Regions from separate parts of the Anas platyrhynchos genome. Here region 2 is linked to region 1. Evidence: chromatin contacts called from public Hi-C data. All regions are on one chromosome and are shown on one strand. The core of a region is the stretch at or near the end of the contact, and the rest is flanking DNA. Distances in the headings are between cores, read along the strand shown.

What was found. A called contact is a pair of places that touch in the nucleus more often than the background predicts.
Region 2: a contact with region 1 is called in a Hi-C map of subcutaneous adipose tissue, with 3 times the contacts expected there. The contact joins the enhancer-like site here to the promoter of FILIP1 in region 1. A contact is called at or near these places in 3 of 8 Hi-C or Micro-C datasets (F1 follicle, skeletal muscle and subcutaneous adipose tissue).

Annotation. Positions count from the first base shown.
Region 1 is chr3:87,790,144-87,792,865 of IASCAAS_PekinDuck_T2T, reverse strand. FILIP1 (filamin A interacting protein 1) reads right to left here and starts at 1,418. Exons shown (of 7, transcript XM_072036266.1): 1 at 911-1,418.
Region 2 is chr3:87,841,169-87,843,868 of IASCAAS_PekinDuck_T2T, reverse strand. All of the region lies in intron 2 of FILIP1 (filamin A interacting protein 1), which reads right to left. Among named protein-coding and RNA genes, the nearest start is that of FILIP1, 51 kb to the right of the region's middle. Within about 2 kb of position 1,343, at least 2 of the 8 cell types and tissues checked have an H3K27ac peak or open chromatin away from gene starts, as enhancers often do. A contact at or near this core is called in subcutaneous adipose tissue, where this site is marked.

The sequences.
Region 1 (2,722 bases), core at 169-2,668:
GTTTAAAGAAAATGGGTTTAAAAGACCTAGGGAAACTCATTCTTCAATTGACCAAAGAGCTTTTGTTAATTTAGACAAAGCAAATCATACTGAGCAATTACTCTCATAAATTATATGACCATTACAAAACCATAGGTTATTCAAACAGATACACAGGCTTCTGTTGTGGTATCAAAGTAGAAGATCTGAGAACTTATTTCTCATCAATTTTGCTGAAAGGAACAAACACTTAAAAAAAATAAAAAATGACCCAGCTCAAGCACACTTGGATATAACAAACATAAGGTCAGTTTTTAGGAAAGTCGCGTTATGCAGATTATGCAGCTAAACAATCAATCAGATTAATATTCTATCGGTATAAATAAGTATAAGAGGAAGAACCAAGAGCTGTTGGAGTAGTACGAAAGGTACCAGGTGTGCCCGCGCACTGAAAGTTATTAAGGACACAAAAAGTACAAATATGCTAGGTCACAAACTATGCAGTGAATTCAGTTACTGAACGGCTATTTCCTCTTACTTATCATACAGGCTGTCACTGTTTTTTAATAGCTGCTAAACTATCGCTGGTAAGGGGTGATATGTATTCTATTCTTAAATCTTGGTTTGTCCTCTGTCAGCATGTGAGCAGATATAAGCAAGATACATGTCAAAATCCACACACTTTTTTTTTTTTTAATAATAATAATAGCTACTTGATTGTGCTTGTTCTAAGAACTGAAAAAGTTATTTGAGCAACGTTTTTCTGTGATGAAAGCATTAAATTAAACATCCAAGACATTTATCCCAGCTTTTATCTACTGAAGTTTGCAAATCATGCAGAAGATTGTTCATAGAAGGGAGCAGACAATAATCAGTAGCAAAGAATCTCCCTTGTAAAAAGAATTCATTAGAGTGGTTAGCTCAGTCTTACCTGTCAGCAAGAACTTAGGAATAGATCCTTTACACTGCCAGATCGCAGTAGCTTGTCCCACAGTACTACCACAGCAGTAGCCTGATCCAGCCCAGGAGAACACAAAGAGAGAAACTTTTCCCACTTTTCAAGGTCTACCAGCAGCTGAAGGAATGAAGGAAATAGGGTAGAGAACAGAGGACTGAGTTGCTTCTCGCAGAAATCCCAGGCAGGAGAAGTAGGAGGTATACTCTGTCTGTGTCTCACCCAGACTTTTGTTTAAAAGTTTTTTCAACTGTTGCTAGGTGGTGTTAGGCTTTGGCAGTTTAGTTCTCAGATTGTATTTCCCCTCTTCTGGTCTCTTCACACAGTGTTACAGCAATGACTTTGTTGAGCTCAGCTCGCTTGTGCTATATTTAACCAGTGTTCTCAGCAAGTCAAGCCTGTCAACAGCTGAGAAGTTTGGAGCAGGCTTTGCTGAGTTCCTCAGCTGCTGAATTATCAGTGGATGTAGCACTGCACAGCCCAGCTACTACATTCACTGAAAGATTGCGAGGAAACCGTCAAATCCTTTTAAGGGCTTCCAGTGACTTCACGGGAGTAATTACTATTTAAAGCACTAAGAACAAGATGTGTATTTAGGCATATATTTTAGACCACTAGAGAAAGAATACTTGTGTTCACAGCAGATGAGTTCAATTATTTATACAGTGAGGATTTTCCTAGGACATGTAGGAAGTTTATAATTTGAAAGGTATGCACTTCACTTGAGGAAAAATTACACGTGGGGAGAACTTCTTGCAGCATAATTTTTACAGAGTTTAAATTTGTTAAGATGACACAGGGAAATTAATGAAAGGTTTAGGCTGGAAAGTTTTCAGCGTGATGTCTATTCCAAATACAACCTTTTTCCCCAGGACCAAGAGCTTCACTACTCTGACTCTAACTCTCATTGAAGAAGAAAAGGAAAGCCACACAAACCTTGATTTGCTTGATATGAATCAGGCAAGAAGGAGTATTAGGAACACATCACTTGATACGTTGCATACATTTTTGTGTATCCACATTTGCTTCTGAATCTAATTGATGCTAATTCCAAGCCATGTCTCCAAATCAACCAACCAGGAGTACCATTGGGCAGCTTTTCAGCCCACAAACCACCACATATCAAAGTTCTCCAAAGACTTTGCAGTCTCAGACTCTGGAGTGAAGTTCTACCAATTCATGGCAGAACAGCCCCTGTAAATGTCTCTGGCAAAGACTATTTCTTACCCTAACAACTCTGTTCAGACCCGAGCTGTGCTTCAGAGTGAAATGCAAAATGGGCCTCTTGGAAAGCTTTACCCCAGTGACAATTTGCAATATTCACCTACGGTTAGATGAAGAGGCAGGAAAGAAAGAAGAAAGGAAAGAAAAAGGTAGAAAAACATTTAAAAAATCACGCATCCATATTTGTACCTGGAGACATGTCATCCGTTCAGAGCAAAAGCAGGAGATACACGCAAATCATAACAATACCTTTTGTTGATGCTGGGTCACTGTGCAGATAGTAGGGGGGAAGCAGAGAGGTATTGTGCTCTTTGTGCTGATTTCAACATGTAGGATCCTAACTGGGCATAACTATATGAGATGCCAAAGGGTGAGCACAAGCCCTCATGGGATGGAGCTGTAGTATTAGCTGTACCTTGGTACTCTAAACCCATCTCCATAATGAGACAGGCTTACATTCTGCTTGAGCTGTGATATTTTCTAAACAAGGAAGGAACAGTGAAGGAAGACTCCCATTCCCAATGAGCTTATAAAGATGTAGTAAATACTAGGTACTATGTCAAG
Region 2 (2,700 bases), core at 94-2,593, 51 kb before region 1:
AAAGCATCTTAATTAGATGTGCAACTCAAGCTCTACAAACTGGTTTTTGAAAGTGTTTCATTGACTCTGTGAGGATCTGAAGCACTTGAAATTAGATGCTCTGACCTGAACGTCAGGTAGGTACTAGAAGATGCTGGTGTAAGTACCTCTTGGTGTTTCTCTGAGAGGAGCAAACCCAAACAGGTATTTCTTTCTGCAGTCATCTAGCTGGCTTCTAGCAGGAATGAGCATGTGTGGAGCAGGTCAGAGTGAGAGACAAGCTGGTGCCACTGGGGCCATAGCTGTCAGGATGACAAAGTTCAGAGGAAATCCTTCTGCCTCGTCTGCAGAGACTGCATAACTCAGAGCAGGATACCAACAGCAGCAAGCGTGTATACATGTGTAATAAACTGTATACACAACTTTCTCTTGTCCAAGCATTTTGTTGGCTTCAACAAAATGTTTTCCAGTGCTCTGTGCTCCACGGATACGCATTCAAGTTACTGATGACTGATGAATGGGCAAGAATAGCAGGGTTGCATTACAGCGAGCACTTACCAGTACAGCCAACTACTTGAGCAAAGGAATAGTCAGAGGAGACAAGGGAAGTGGTGCGAGCTCTTAGAGAAAAGTGACTTTGCGAGGGCAGACAACAAAAGGTGCAGAATGAAGACTCCTGCCAATGCCCACAATGTCCTCATAGCCTCCCACTGTCTCCAAAATCCCCCTGATTGTGTTCAACATCTGTCCTTCCTCTTGTCTTCTCCAAGCTTCTCTCAGATGTCCTGTCCCTTCTCCATCTCCCCGTTGAGTCCCCAGGAACAATACCAGAGCTTTCAAACTGCCGTATTGCCTGAACTGCTGAAACTGCCTGGGACAATCTTGGGAAATGGGCTTTCATTATAAAACTGACTCCATCAACACTTCTGCTCCCGTCTTGTCTAAACACAAAGGCCACAAATGCCTGGAAGGTACCTTCTAACTGTACTTGGGTCAGTCAGTTCCACTAATTTTGCTGGCTTGGAAGAATTTATGATTTGATTTTATTTTATTTTATTTTATTTTATTTTATTTTATTTTATTTTATTTTATTTTATTTTATTTTATTTTATTTTCCAAAGAAAAACAGTCATTTCCAGGGTAAGAAGCTCTTCATTTGAAAAATCCAAACCATTCCTGTCTTAGAAAAGGATTTCCCTTAATAATCTCTCAGCCCTGCATCAGTTTGAGTGCCGCGTGTGCACAGCTCTCAGAAATATGTCACTGAGCTCGTTTTACTTTGGACCTCATGCATAGTCCTACACTGAAGCCAGCAGTTTCGCAAAGATGTGGCAAGACACAGGATGTTCAGTAGGACCAGCCGTTTTCTATATTGAAATATTGCATTTCTCTCGTTTTAGTCAACCAATAGGTGGAGCCTTTAACCCTAGAAACAAGACACTTTCTCAGATAGCCATGTTCTCACAGTTGTTATATAAAGGCTTATATTTGCTTTTATTAAAACTCATTTTGGATGGAAAATAATCAGTTTTGCTCTCAAGAGCTTATCTGATTGTCAGCTGGAGAATAGGAGACACAAACTTAATAAATACACAACGGGGACAGCAAAGTTAATAAAAACAGACTTAGCTACAACTGAAATGTTAAATTAACAGCTGGTGACTCAGAGGACTGGACAGCAGTATGACACATAAGAGATATGCTTACTGCAAGCTCTCCTGAGAATCCCAGATATTTTAAAGGCAGAAAGTCCATGCATCTAGCATCTATCACAAATGGGTTGGCCATGTTCTCTTCCACAGAGTGAGCCTTTTCCCAGGAAAATGAGAAATGACATACATGTTCTCATTATTGTTGCACTGAGTGTACAAGTCTTATTACGTACATGAAAAAACAAAACCAAAAACAAACAAATAAAAACCTAGTCAAGTGACATCAGGTGACTAAAATGATTTGAAGAAGATTGCAAAGGAGGATCAGTTAAGGACACTGATCCCAAGACCAAAACTTAAAGTTGATCTGGGGCAGTACTTTCTGTTACATTTTGTACAGAAATACATTAATTAAAAAAAAAAAAAAAAAAAAAAAAAAAAAAAAAAAAAGCTGCTCATCCTCTTCCCTCCCCTCTAGACAAGATGTTTAATGGATCAGAAACAGTTATTCCAGTATTCCTTCCTCTCCAGCTGACCCTCCAAGTCTAAACAACATGATCTAGCTCTAGTGAGTGCAGTTCAGGCATTAGCAGAGAAGGATGTTAAAACTCTGTGGAAGTGGTTTTCAGCCTACAGCTGTCCAGTCATACTGACATTTTATTAAGGATAATGACTTTGTAAAACACGTAATTCTAAAGCAGTTTTATTACCAAATAGATGATTGTGTCCATCACAAAAGTGTCCATCACAAAACCATCACAAAAAGTGATAGCTTTAAACTAAAAAACAGTAGATTTAGGTTAGACATTTAGGAGAAATTCTTTACTTAGAGGGTGGTAAAGCACTGGCACAGGTTGCCCAGAGAAGCTATGGATGCCCCATCCCTGGAGGTGTTCAAAGCTAGGCTGGGTGGGCCTTTTGGCAACTGGATCTAGTGGGAGGTGTCCCTGCCCATGGTAGGGGGGTTGGAATTAGATGATCTTTAAGGTCCTTTCCAACCCAAACCATTCTATGATTTTTTCATTACTATAATTGATAGTACCTCTGCCCTTGATTTCACAGTAGTAAA